Regions from separate parts of the Mus musculus genome. Here all the other regions are linked to region 3. The links are chromatin contacts, called in public HiChIP or PLAC-seq and promoter capture Hi-C maps. All regions are on one chromosome and are shown on one strand. The core of a region is the stretch at or near the end of the contact, and the rest is flanking DNA. Distances in the headings are between cores, read along the strand shown.

The links. HiChIP or PLAC-seq counts read pairs in DNA pulled down with a chosen protein or histone mark. Capture Hi-C pulls out chosen DNA fragments and counts their contacts.
Region 1: a contact with region 3 is called in an H3K27ac HiChIP or PLAC-seq map of embryonic stem cells, with 3 times the contacts expected there. The contact joins the promoter of Plekha1 here to the promoter of Sec23ip in region 3. A contact is called at or near these places in 4 of 39 promoter capture datasets (the 3T3-L1 cell line, hippocampal neurons, liver and 1 more), 1 of 484 Hi-C or Micro-C datasets (B cells), 3 of 115 datasets of contacts at active chromatin or transcription factors (astrocytes, bone marrow-derived dendritic cells and embryonic stem cells) and 2 of 9 other capture datasets (embryonic stem cells and macrophages).
Region 2: a contact with region 3 is called in a promoter capture Hi-C map of liver, with 2.6 times the contacts expected there. The contact joins the promoter of Nfatc2ip here to the promoter of Sec23ip in region 3. A contact is called at or near these places in 2 of 39 promoter capture datasets (hippocampal neurons and liver) and 2 of 9 other capture datasets (adipose tissue and liver).

The regions. Positions count from the first base shown.
Region 1 is chr7:130,862,665-130,867,121 of GRCm38.p6, forward strand. It overlaps Plekha1 (pleckstrin homology domain containing, family A (phosphoinositide binding specific) member 1), which reads left to right and starts at 3,060. Exons shown (of 13, transcript NM_001346515.1): 1 at 3,060-3,319. It overlaps Gm5602 (a long non-coding RNA gene), which reads right to left. Exons shown (of 4, transcript XR_869992.3): 2 at 3,483-4,049; 3 at 304-381; 4 at 1-199.
Region 2 is chr7:126,395,215-126,399,702 of GRCm38.p6, forward strand. Nfatc2ip (nuclear factor of activated T cells, cytoplasmic, calcineurin dependent 2 interacting protein) reads right to left here and starts at 1,523. Exons shown (of 8, transcript NM_010900.3): 1 at 1,142-1,523; 2 at 728-800. The coding sequence starts at 1,501.
Region 3 is chr7:128,742,864-128,747,347 of GRCm38.p6, forward strand. It overlaps Sec23ip (Sec23 interacting protein), which reads left to right and starts at 2,007. Exons shown (of 19, transcript NM_001029982.2): 1 at 2,007-2,315. The coding sequence starts at 2,159.

The DNA.
Region 1 (4,457 bases), core at 1,810-4,309, 2.1 Mb after region 3:
ACCATTCTTCCTATCACAAGCTGGTTGCCAGGAGTGTGGGTGTGGCAGAGGGCCATGAACCAGCTTCTCCAATGCAGCTACAGAGGCAAAGCTCTGATTCTCTCTTGGCTCTAGTTCACGTTTACACCAAACAGTAGAAAAGAGCTGGCTTTGTTGTTGTTGTTGTTGTTGTTGTTGTTGTTGTTGTTTTGTTTTAACTCTGAAGGGAAAACAAGACAGCACTGGGTTCAGAAAGAGTTCTGTTCACGTTTAATCCTTGTTTCACCTTGGTTCTGACTGACGTCTGGCTAGACAGGGATTTACCTCAGGAACTGTTCCTGCGGTTTGTCTTTTGAGTCTGACTGAGCAAGGAAGGAGGCCTGTGATGTTCAGCAGACATTTCTATTCAAGAGAGAGAATAGGTGTGAATTAAACATTAGATTAAACATTGTCAGGGTCGGTCTTCTATTCTAGCGGGACAGAAGGAAAATAAGACCAATCAGATATGTGGGTGATGTTCTGCTCAGATTTGTGTAAATAATATGTGAGTGCTGCAAAGGAGAAAAAGTAAGGCACAAAGGTTCAGGGTGTTCCTGGGGAAGGGAAGTCAGAGACCGTATCAAAGAGGAAAATGACAGTTGGGAGGTGGAGGCAGGCAGATGTCTGTGAGTTCGAGAGCAGCAAAGTCTACAGAGTGAGTTCTGCTACACAGAGAAACCCTGTCTCAAAAACTAAAAACAAAAGTAAAAATGAGAGGGGGGCGGGGAGGAAAATGACACCCAGTAGCACCAGATGCGTTTGGACTAGTCTCCTGGCTTGTGTACCCCGGTCTGCTTGGCTCTATCAGAGGGGCTGGTATCTTGCTGTTAAGTGTGTAGAAAGAAACCAAGGAGTATTTAGAATAAAACACCCAAGTACTTCATCCGTGTGAAGTATGGTGATGACGGGGCAGCGATGCTTCAAAGGTACTTTGAAGTTTACAAAGCCTTCGGTCCAGACTGGCTCTGGGAAGTATTCTAGCGTGCCTCTGCTCTTTCACTCCGTCCTCTTTCATTTGGTTTGCTGTCAGACTTAATCTCAGCATAGGAATATCTCACATGCTTACACTTTTTTCTTAAGTAACAGCGAAAGTACTTATGTTATATAATGAACTGAAGAAAGGGGGGTAGGGCAGAGGAAGAGCAGAGAGCCTTTTATCTTCTATACCTACCCTTCTTTCAGCCTCTGAACTTAAAGGCACATCAGGAATTCTCAAGTTTTGGCTGGACCCCAACCTCAAAGTAGCCCGGAGAATACTTCGGCTGTGTGTCATTGGGCAAATTGAATCCCTTCTCTGGTTTCTGTCACTGTGCATACATTTAACTCTCAGTGCCAAATAAGCTTTAGGATTCATTATGTGATTGCACACTGCTTAGTCAAATGGTAACGACAATCAGGAGAATGGCTCTCTCGTCCAACGCAGAGGGGGTTGATAGAGAGGCTCACGGCTTCAGGGTTAGGGATTTCCCATCACGAAAAGACACTGAACTTGAATTTGACTTTTAGATTGTGTTGGTTGAACTTAATTGCTAACTTGATGTGGGGGGTGGGTGAGGGGAGGGGGAAGAGAGGGAGAGGGAGAGGGAGGAAAGAACTCAGGGCATGTCTGTGAGGGAATTTCCAGAGTTTACCTGAGGAGATAAGACCCGTCCTGAATACGGGCCAGATGCGCTCTGACTGACCCTCATTCTTCTGTTACCGTACCTACCCTACCAGGATGAACCATGCAGACCCTCAACCTGTGAGCCAGAATAAGCCCATCCTAACTTAATTGCTTTTCTCTGTTACAGATTTGCAAACAGCCAATTCGTTATGTACATTCTAATCACTCCCAATGGAATCTCCTAGGGCTCCAAGGGCTGAAAAGCCAGGAATTTCTTTCAGATCTTCAAGCCAAGGAAAGTTAGCTCAAAAAACCTGAGAAAATCAGGTGACATTTGGATTTTTATGTGAAAACTTTTTTTAAAACTTCATCTATACATTCAGTTAAATCAGCAAAAGCCCAGTGCATGGGCCAAATGAAAGGGCTGCGCTGGCAACTCTATGGACTCTTTCAACCAGTCTGTAGATAAGGAAAGGAGTCTTCTTGCTCCCACCTGAAGAAGAGCCAGATGGCCCTCAGCAAGGCTGTGTAGCTGAGATTTCTAAGAAGGTAAGGTGCTGATCGTCTTCGATGTTGGAGATTTGAGGTGGAGAGTCAGCACGGGCAGTTTGCCAGTTCTACCCCTCCAGTCTCTCATCTAGCATAGCCTAGTTGTCCCACGTACACGACAGAGGAACCTTGTCATGAGAAAGGTTGATAAAACACTCTCAAGTGAGAGGGCATGATCCCCAGCTGTGCAGGATACAAACCCCCAAACGTTTATTGAGAGCCTCAGTGTGTGTCACTCACTGGGAAAAGTGGGGTATGTAATTCTCTCCCAGTTCTTTTGCATGTTTAAATATCTCACCTTCTTCAGGTTTCAGCTGAAATATCTCTTCCTTAGAGAATGCTGCTGGACAGGACATCCTCTCTGAAGCCTGCCTCCCTATCTCTATCTCTGAAGCTCATTCTTTTCTTCCACTTATTAAAATGTATAAGGATTGTATTTTGTAAAGGGCTAGCTCCCCTTATGAAACACAGGCTCCACGAGGGCAGGGACTTCATACACTGAGGTTGCTCAACAAATAGGCTGAATATTTTAAAATATCTCCTTGAAAGAGTTTTGAGCAATCCTTTTAAATTTCCTTGGCCTCTTGCATTAATACCACTATTTTAAGGATGAGGTGAAATTGCATTTTGAGAAAGAAATGGTTAGGAGCAAAAAACTGGTGCACAACCAGTGAATTTTATGTTTCTTGTACCCACTATGGGACAGCTTGCAAATTATCTGCAAAGGAACCAAACCTATTTTTAAAGATCCCTGTGCCTCGCAGCTCTAGGTGATGACATCAGAGAACCTCTAGTTCCACGTCCTAAGCCGAGCCTCGTGGTCCTCAAAAACTGCAAGCCCCAGGATGCAGCGCGGCATGGGGAACCCAGCGCCCCGCGCGCGGCCGCGAGCCACCACCCTGGAACTAGGAAGACGCCCGATTCCTTTGCCCGCCACGCCGCCGGGCGTGCGCGGAGCCTGTCGGGACTTGTAGTGTTCGCGGTAGGGAGTGCCCGCTCCGGAATCTCAGTCGCTGTCTGGTCTGGTAGAGGCAGCGCGTGCACGCGTGCGCAGTGCGCGGGCGGGCCGTCGTGGGCGCCGCTCCCGGCAGCTGGGTGCCTGAAGGAGCCGGGACCGCGGTGGCGCGGGTGCTCCGGGCGGAGGCCGCGGTAAAGTGGGGCATGAGGTGTGCAGCTCGGGTGTGCGTGTGTGGAAGGGGAAAGCGGGGCGAGGAAGGCAAGGCTGAGGCGGCCACCGGCTGCTGAGGGGGGCGCGGGGCCGCGCCTCCTCGCGCGTCCGCGGGCGCGCGCACCTGGGCGAGGCCGGACTCACCTGTGCGCGGGTTCCTCTGCGCCCGACGCCAGCCCTGCGGGTCCCCGCCAAGGCCCACAGCCCCTGGTGTCCTCGCTGCCGTCGCCGTGGCTCGGCCCCTGTCGGGGATCCCGGTGGCGACGCCTGTCGGAGCGGCGCGCCTCCAGGGCCGTGTCCGCCCCATCCGCGCCGCTCGCTCCCGCACAGCCCGGCTTCCCCGCGTGTGCGGACCGAGAGAGTGGCAGGGTTGGGAGTGCCCTGGCCAAGGTCAGGCGGGTGGGACCCGAGAGGCGCCTGAACTCTGGGTTCGGGACTTGGAAGAGGGCTGCCCTGCTCGGCTTCTGGTTCCTTTCGGATGCTTTCTATTGACCCTCCCGGGAGAGTGTCCGGGGAGAAAGTGGTGTCAGGTTGAAAGCGCCCTGCTGCTGTTCGCGGTGCTCCGCTTTTGGTAGAATCCTCGTTCTGCTCGACACCCAAGCTGAGGCTCCACCGAGGGCCGAGTAAATTCAGAAACTGATGTTGTCTGGGACCGAGTCCCGAGGACAGGTTTAAGGAACAGATACCAGGTAGTTTATGGCATTTCGTTTTCTAGTTCGCCTTCCCGTTCTTTCTAATACTTGCTTGGATGAGTTGGTCGTTATCTATCTTAATAAGATTTTCTGTACTCTTGTGAAGTCGTATTGCCCTTTGTAAATTAGTTTTCTAACCAGAAAAGCTTATTTCCTGTGTGTTTAATGACCGGAACAAATAGCCCACTCCAAGGTTTATACCATTGTCTTAAGACTGTAGAGTGATCTGCTCTCTAGCTTCCAGGCTTTTTACGTTGACGGCCACTGGACGAATCTGTAGCGAAGTTTAGAAGAGTGTTAAGTGACTCAGACGCTTTGGAAGTAAAATGAAAAACCATTTTTAGTTTACAGCTGGAGATGAACTATTATTTCAAAAATAGTAACACGAATTTTGAATACAGTGCGTCTTAGTTTATCTTACCAACAA
Region 2 (4,488 bases), core at 273-2,772, 2.3 Mb before region 3:
GCCACAAGACTCCTGAGCCTGTTCTCAATCAGCCTACCACACGCCCTCACCTAACAGAAAGGAGTCTTAGTTCCAGGTCTTTGCAGACTGTTATCACTCCCCTATTAGCCTTGACTCGTAGTCACTGGCCTTATTAAAGGGTTTGCAAAAACTTATCAGTAGAGAATAAAGAATGGGCAGTTCTGATAAAGTCAAAGAAACACTCTTCTGGCTCCAAAGTGTTCCCAAGGAATGGAACACTGTAGGAGTGTAACAAGATGTCACAGAGTCTCAGAACTCCCTTCACCCCTATTATGATAACACAGATCAAAATGTCAAGGGTAGGTACCTCAAACTTCACTCTAACATATCCATATGCCCGTTAGGACCCGAAGAGGGGAAGGGGTGGACATGGCTATTAAGTAGGTTCCTGTGACTTCTGATTAATGAACCAGCATCTTTATGGACCATAACTTTCCCCTATCTCAGACTCAGGAGTCCATTTTCCCAATACCACTTAGAATCAAAATTGTGTGTCAACTGGATAACACTTGAGCATCATTCTCCAGACCCTAGATACCACTGAAGCACAGAGAAAAGGGGTGGGGGTGGGGGCAGGGGGACGGAGGGTGCTGGAGCGAGGGGGGGGCGCGGGGGGGGGGGGGAGATATCACTGACTACAGGGATGTAAACTCTAGGAAGTCTCAGAGAAGCCAGTGCAGGGTACTCCCGACAAACCCACTCTTACCATCTTCAGGCTCTGAAGGGCACAGTTTCAAGAGGGATGAATTATCTGGAATGAGGTTGAGGCTGCTCTGTACCTACGAAGACAAAAGGGGGAAGAGGAGGTGGGTCTCACATCCTGCCAACCCTACTTAAGACAAGAATGGCTCTTCCCTCGATTCCAGCACTTGTCTTCTCTAAGGACTCCAATCCCTGAAGCGCATCTAGAAGGCCAGCTTCCCTCGATCGTCCCTCGATCTCTCTCAGCCTCCCTCTACCCGAAGATACAATCCCAGATAACTCCATACATCTAACATTACCGACCCCCTCGTATCTCCAATCTAAAAGTATTCATCACACACACACACTGCCCCAAGCCAAACCCGCCACGCCAGTCTTAGCACTCCCCCAACAACCCTCCTTGGGGACCTTGCTGCACCTTCCCGGAGTACACTGGGACCACCGGCGCCTCTCCGGGATCCAGCAGCCGCCGCCGCCGCCGTCGCACCAATGTACGCGGGGCTCCCGCAGGCCCCTCGGCCGCCCCTTCACTGTCACTGTCGCTGTCCTGCTCAGGTTTAGCCGGCGCGGGGAGGCGGGCGACCGGCACCTCTACTGGGTCTGCGACTTCCAAGACCTCTTCGTCGCTGTCACTGACCAAGTCCACAAGCACGGTGTCTGGAATGAGCCTAGCCGGAGACTGCCGGGCGCGAGGACACCGGCCACGGGCGCCTCGGGCTCTCCGAGCGCCTCGGCCACCGCGGGACCTCGGACCACGTCCCCTCAGTGGTTCCGCCATCTCCCACACTGCTTCCACAAACACCGGCCTCTACACAGTCACCGGCCCACCGTATTAGCGTCTGTCCCTTTCATTGGACGAACAGCCTGCCGGTCATCATCTCTTCCCGCCCACACGCTCTGGATCCGCCTATCCACGTTCTCATTGGTCTACTTACCTGTCTATCACCTACCCTCCACTAAAACAAAGGCGCCAAAGATTCCAATCTCTTTGGTACAATCAAAAAAGGTTTCGATTCTGTACAGTTCATCCATTGGCTAAATTTCCTCCTGACCCAGCCTTCCCCAGGGCCCGCCCATTAGAGAAATCCATTTTCCTGGTTGGTGAAAGACTGGCGCATCCTGGGAATTGTAGTCCTCATTCTCGGAAGCCACAGAAAAAGCCTTGTGGAACTAAGGTTAGAAGCTGAAGATCTTGGGCTGTGGATTCCTTTTGTGTCCTCAACCTCTGTGTGGCAGGAGTTCCATTCCACACTAAACACCTTCATGCATGTCACCTCTGAAATACTCTACAAACACAATATCAAAACAATATATGTCATAGCACAGCACAACTCAGAAACACTTTTTAAGACAATTACAAATTAAAATAAGAGACTTACTTCCCTGTTGCAAAGAAAAGAGGCTTCCTTCTGGCTCCTCTTTCCTGATCATTGAAATATGAATGCTTCTCGGTTTACAGCGGGGTTACTCTTGATAAAGGCCTTGCTGCCGCTTATCTGCACAATGTACTACAGAGCACCAGGGTTCATGCTCGTGATTGTAGACTGACTGGGAGCTAGCTGCGCTTTCCAGCAACATGCTATGCACACTTAGCTCGTTTGGGAAACAATACAACTTCAAAACTCAGAAAGGTCTGAATTCTGAGAGGTCTTTGATGGTTTAATGTTTGTCTGCTGGTCAATACCCTGCTGGCATTCACTCATGCATGTGGAAATTAACTGAAAAAAATGTAAGTACTGTCAGTACCATGGTTGTGCATATGCTAATCCTTCTAATGTCTTAATAAACCCCTTGCCTTTTCACAACTCAGCAATTCAAGGTAGAGTCTTCTCTTTGAAATGCAGACATCACTGGGCAGTGGTGGCACAAGACTTTAATCAAGCACTTGGGAGGCAGAGGCAGGCAAATCTCTGTGAGTTCAAGGCCAGTTTGGTCTACAGAGTGAGTTCCAGGACAGCCAGCACTGCACAGAAAAAGCCGGTCTCAACCGACCCCCCCCCCTAAAAAAATCAAACTGGGGAAACCAGATCCAAGAACTTATCAGGTAGGCCAGACCAAGAGTATGACTTCCTCATAAGGAGCCCATAAAGTGATGGATGCCTGCCACTGAGATGGTATGCCTCCACAATATCCTGTCGCCTGATACCCGATGACTAAATCATAGACTGATAAGCAGAGGGTTCTCTGACTTTCTCTGGAGCTTAGCTTGCCTCAGTTTCCCACTGTTGCCTGGCCTGCTCAGCTGCCTACCCCTACCCCTGCTCTCCTGACCCAACCTGGACTTAAAGCCACCATTTCCTGCTTTTGAATCCTGGTTCCAGCAGCTCCCTCCTGTCACTGGCCTGATTAGTTATCAATGCAGACTCCATCAGTTCACTTCTGAGACCTTTTGAACTCTAATGTAGCCCTTTCTGTTTATTCTGTAAATCTTATATATGCAGGGAGATATAATTTGCTGTCTGTTGTGTCATGTGAGAGTTAATATTAGTAATTATGATTGGGATAAAAGAACATGCATTCACCTTGGCCAGATCACTAAAATAGGTGGATCGTGTGTGACAAATTGCTGCCATTAAGACCACTGACATTTGTGAATTTATTGTTAGTAGATTCTGTTACTGAAAAGACACAAACGGGCTGGAGGGATGGCTCAGCAGTTAAGATCTCTGACTGCTCTTCCAGAGGTTCAATTCCCAGCAGCCACATGGTGACTCACAATCCTCTGTAATGGGATCTGACACCCTCTTCTGTCATGCATGCATACATGCAGATAGAGCACTCATTAACATAAAATAAATAAGTATTTTTTTTAAGGGGGAAGGAGGACTGGGGTCACAGCTGAGTGGGCACTTGTCAGCTTGACTGGGTCTGGAATCAAATGCAAGCCTCGGGGAGCTGTGTAGGCTCTTTTGGATCAGATTATTTGAAGTGGGAAGAGCATCTCAAATAAAAGGATGTGAGAGAAGAAGCCCTGGTTTTTTGTTTGTTTGTTTGTTTGTTTGTTTGTTTGTTTTTGTCTGTTGCAAACACTCTGCTGGCAAGCTCATCCTCTCTGCTCCTGCTGCATTGCTGCTGTGATAACATAGCCGTTACCTGGGCTTCTGGGGTACAGTGAGGACACCAGATTGGGACAGCCGAGACATCGAGCTTCACGGACTGAGCAGCCACTGTTGGGTTACCCAGACCGTATCTCGGGAGCCAAACAAGTTAGTCTCACATATATACTCTGAAACCTTTTGAGAACATAGTATTCTCCCCTGCAGCCTTGGCAATAGACTCGTCCTATTAATAATTTTTCTCTGCAGAAGCCTCACTAATACACTGGCATGCATGAAGCCTTGGGTTTAACCTCCAGCCCCGTACAATAAATAACTAGTCAACAAGATGCCTCAGTGGGTGAAGGAACTTGCTGCAGAGCCCTTGTCATGAGCACGGAAAGAACAGCCAGTGTTTTTACCTGCTGAACTATCTCAGCATCTCTCCATCCCTCCTCCCTCTCTGCTCCTTTTTATTTACACAAGAGACTGACTGTACAGCTCTGTTGTGCCAGGGAAATGTTTGTGATCCCCAAAAAACCAGACAGGAGCTGATCTGATGCAACTCACAGCAGGGTCTTTATTCTAGCCAGCTTGCCCCCCCCCCAACACACCACCATGCAGGATTGTTTTGGGAGGGGCAGAGCCCCAAATGTCTATCAGGGCACCTCTTGCACTACACAACAGTGATAACCCCTTGCGCACCTGCTCCAATTGACTCTACCCTGGC
Region 3 (4,484 bases), core at 757-3,256:
ACAAATTAAAGCTATGTGTTAAGATATCTGGCTTTAGAGAGGCTATCATCTATCTATCTATCTATTATCTATCTATCTATCTATCTATCTATCTATCTATCTATCTATCTATCATCTATGCATTTAGCCTTAGTTTCCTTGGAACTCACTATGTAGCCCAGGCTGAGCTACATCTCCAGTGCCTATCGATGGATCCTTAATTGGGAAGAGTGCAGTCAAGAAGGGACCTGATTAGAAGAAGTTCACTCAGCCAGGGCAGTGGTGGCACACGCCTTTAATCTCAGCACTTGGGAGGCAGAGGCAGGCAGATTTCTGAGTTTCAGGACAGCCAGGGCTACACAGAGAAACCTTGTCTTGAAAAAACAGACAAAAAACAAGAAGAAGAAGAAGAAGGAGGAGGAGGAGGAGGAGGAGGAGGAGGAGGAGGAGGAGGAGGAGGAGGAGGAGGAGGAGGAGGAGGTGGTGGTCACTCAGTCACTCAGGGCATGCCCTTAAAAGGTATATCTCATTCTGGGCCCTCTTCTGTCCCTTTTCTCATCTTAATTGTTATTTTAGTTTTTTTTCCCCTTCCTGTTATGGTTTAAAATAAAAAAAAATCATATGTTGAAGTTAATTATGCAAAGTGATGGTTTTGGAATTTAGGCCTTTCTCTCTCTCTCTCTCTCTTCTCTCTCTCTCTCTCTTTTTATTCGAGACAGGGTTTCTCTGAATAACCCTGGCTGTCCTGGAACTCACTTTGTAGACCATGCTGGCCTTGATCTCAGAAATCCGCCTGCCTCTGCCTTCCAAGTGCTGGAATTAAAGGTGTGCAACACCACAGCAGGGCTGGTCCTCTGGGATCCCTGCACTCATAAAGAGGTTTGAAGCCCTAGTTCTCAAGTTTCAACTTTAGTTTTTCTTCCTCAGGGAAGCTTTTTCTTCCTTAAGTTTTTCGCTAATGATCTGATGGAGAGAGATACATGCTCGCTCTTCCTAGAATGTTTAGATCTCTGTCCCCAGATGATGTCAGTGTTCCAGGAAACACACTTAAGGAAAGCCTGCCATTTATATTATTTTGTGTTTAGTTGATTGTTTTGCCAGATTGTAAACCCAAAAAGGAAGGATTTCAGGTCTGTTTCATATATCACTCTCTGGTATATGGTTCTCAGCCTTGCTTCTTTATGATAAAGAGAATTTTCTTGACCAACTTCTAGTCTAGCATGGCTTTTAGCAGTTTGAGGCCATGTTATCTATGACTCACCAGAAGTTTCCCCATTACTAAGCTCTGTACTTCTTGGCCCCGTTGAAATGCTTGTCGAGGTAAACTCAACACTGCCAGAATTTAATGTTTTTATTCCAGCCAAAACCTGGTAGTAGGCAGATAGGTCCCCAAACCCTAAATTACAGCAGTAACTCTAGAATGTTGCAATTATACATCTTTTCTCTGCCCCTTTGAAACATAAATCGTCTACCACTTGGAACTGCCTTACCAAAGGCACTTTTTGTTGATGCACACATTCAAGGAGATAGTAGCCTGGAGTGGTGGCACACTCCTTTTAAGCTCTTGGGAAGAAGAGGCAGACAGACCTCTTGAGAATTCCAGGCAACATCATGAAAACGTAACTGAAAAAAAAAAAGGAACCCAGCCGATAATAATTCTTACTTCCAATTCTTATGACCGCCTGTCATAAAGATATAAGAATTGCAGTGTGTGGTGGTATTAATCTCAGAAATGGAAGAGCTGAGGCAGGAGGATAAAAAGTCAGTCTGGGCAGCATAGAGAGATCCTGCCTCGCAAGCAAGCAAATAAACCAACCAACCAAAAACAGATACTCCATGAGAAACTCAGGGCGTCCAGGACATCTCAGAATCTGCGACTTCGAGCGTCAATTAACGCTAGGATTCATCGGCCACACCTCTCTATTCTATGCTGTGATTCCAGAGGCTGACCCAGTCTCGCGAGACCGAGGCTGTCACGTGATAGGCTTGGGTCTGAAGCCGATTCCACCTTATTGATTTTGGGCGGCGTCAAATTCCGGAAGAAAACCGATCCCGGAGTCGCTGGCCTGTGGCACCTGTGCGCAAGTGCGGAAGTGCGGTGGCATCCTCGCTAACCGGTTTCCGGTCTGTGTGCAGCACCGGGCTCGCAGAGCCACGTAACGGCCGGGGGTCTGCAGCCATGGCGGATAGGAAGGCTAACGGCGGCGGAGCGTCCGCCTCCTCGTCAGGCACTAACTTACTCTTCTCCTCCTCGGCCACGGAGTTCAGCTTCAACGTGCCCTTCATCCCCGTCACGCAGGCCGCCGCCTCCCCGGCTTCCCTGCTCTTACCCGGAGGTAGTGAGCCGAGGGCGCTTGGGGGCCAGTGTCTGTCCCGGGAGGCGGGTGGGACAGGAGTGTCGCCTGCTCTGAGTCGCTTGCCAGGGTCAGCAGTGACCAGCTTTCAGAGGGCCAGGGACTGGAGGATCCTGGAGGAGGGGCTCCGGTGATGAGGCTTGGAACTCCTGTCATTGCGCAACTGTTTGTTGAACACCCACTGGTGTGCTGGTGCTGGCAGAAAACGCAGCTAAATTAGACAGTTACCCTTTGCTAGAATCCGAAAGCTGCTCTCTTACTGGGAAACACCGGTGATAGGGTAGGACATCACCTAGGAGACAGTAAGTTTCTCCAGAGGAGACAATGCCTCTCTTGTAGAGGACTATACACTCTCTCCTAGTAAAAGCCCCCCCGTTACACTTTTGATTAAGCTCTGTGTATATCTGGGAAGGCTGATTTCTCTCTCTCTCTCTCTCTCTCTCTCTCTCTCTCTCTCTCTCTCTCTCTCTCGTTTGTCTCTGTCTCTCTTTCTCGTCTGTCTCTCTCTGGTGGTTTGGAGCACAGACTGTGTTCAGACCCGGCACTGCCATTAACTTGCTGTGTGGCCTCAGTCATGACATTTTACCTGTCTGCTTAGATTTCATGTTTTCAGCTCCTATCCCTGGGTTTGAGAGCAAGGTCTCTCTGTGTAGTACTGACTGTCCTAGAACTCACTGTGTAGATCAGGCTGGCCTCAAACTTAAAGGATCCACCTGCCTCTGCCTCTCTGCCTCTGAGTGCTGGGATTAAAGGCATTCGTCACTATACCCTGTCTCATTTTTGTAGAGTTCTATATCTAGTGTCCCACACGTATTGTTGTGTAAATACTTGTGAGCTAAGTACTCTGCCCCTCCATGTGGACTGTGAACTTCTTACCTCTTTTCATTTTCAGGGTCCTGTTTTTTAGTGCCTAGCACACAGGTGCTTGTTAGGTGCTGAGCTTTCCCCACCAAATAATTCCTCCTTGGAGGACTAAGGGGAGTTTCCCGCAGAAGGGAAGAAAGACAACTGAAAGCATGTGTATCTGCAGTGTCTCCTTTCTGTCATGTTTCTTCTCGGTGCTCGTAACTGTCTGACAGGTACATATGCCCGCTTACCCTACCAGGCCAGGGTGTAAGCTTTGTCAAAGCAGGGGCTGGCCCGATGCCTGGAATGCAGACTACAGAATTTCTAGTGGGAGTTTGCTGAGCGACTGGGGGGATGGATCCACGAGTGCCCCTGCCTCATGGAAGCGGTGTGACTGAAAGGTTCAGTGATGCTTTCTTTGGTGAAGAATTGTGGCTGGACCAGAGTACTGTGGAAGGGTCCAGGAATCAGTAAGGTCGTGCCTTGGGTTTTTCAGATTGTTCTCGGCCTCCAGAGTGGTGTTTGATGCACGCTCGTTTTCCTTGATGTATGATATTTAATTTGTGTGTTATTGTCGGTGCTTGACATTTCTATTCTCTTCTTCATTTTCTTGTTAATTTTCTGTTCATTACTGTTTTTCTGCCTGTGTGTCTATGTGGGGGTGTGGGACCCCCTGGAACTGGAAGTTACAGACAGTTGTGAGCCGCCATGTGGGTGCTGGGAATTGAATCCAGGTCCTCTGGAAGAGCAGCCAGTGGTCTTAACCATTGAGCCATCTCTCCAGCTCAACATTTCTGTTTTCAGCTTTAAGATAAGTATATCAGTCTTTAAGGTTTATTCATTTATTAATTACTTTTTGAGACATGGTGTCATTTTGTAGCCCAGGGTAACCCAGAACTTGTGGCAGACCTCTTGTCTTAGTCCCCAGGTGCTGAGACTACAGGCATAAGCCACCACTCCCAGCTTTATATTTTAAAAGCTTCTTAAAAGTTTATTTTTACTATTTTAAAAAATGTGTACTTGGGTATGTCTATCTTTGTGTCCATATACATGAATGTAGTTGCTCTCAGAGGCCAGAGACTTTGACCGTGCCTGGAGCTGGAGTTACAGGTGGGTGTGAGCACCTGAGTCCAGTGCTGGGAGACAAATTAGGGCCATCTTTAAGAGCCATGCTCTGTAAGAGCAGCACAAGCTCGCAATGACTGAGATAACTCTCCAACCCCATCTTGAAAACTCTTTGTTTCTTAGATTTAAACTTATTTTTTGTGAGAGCACAAAAGGTTTTAGAACTACCATTCTGTAACA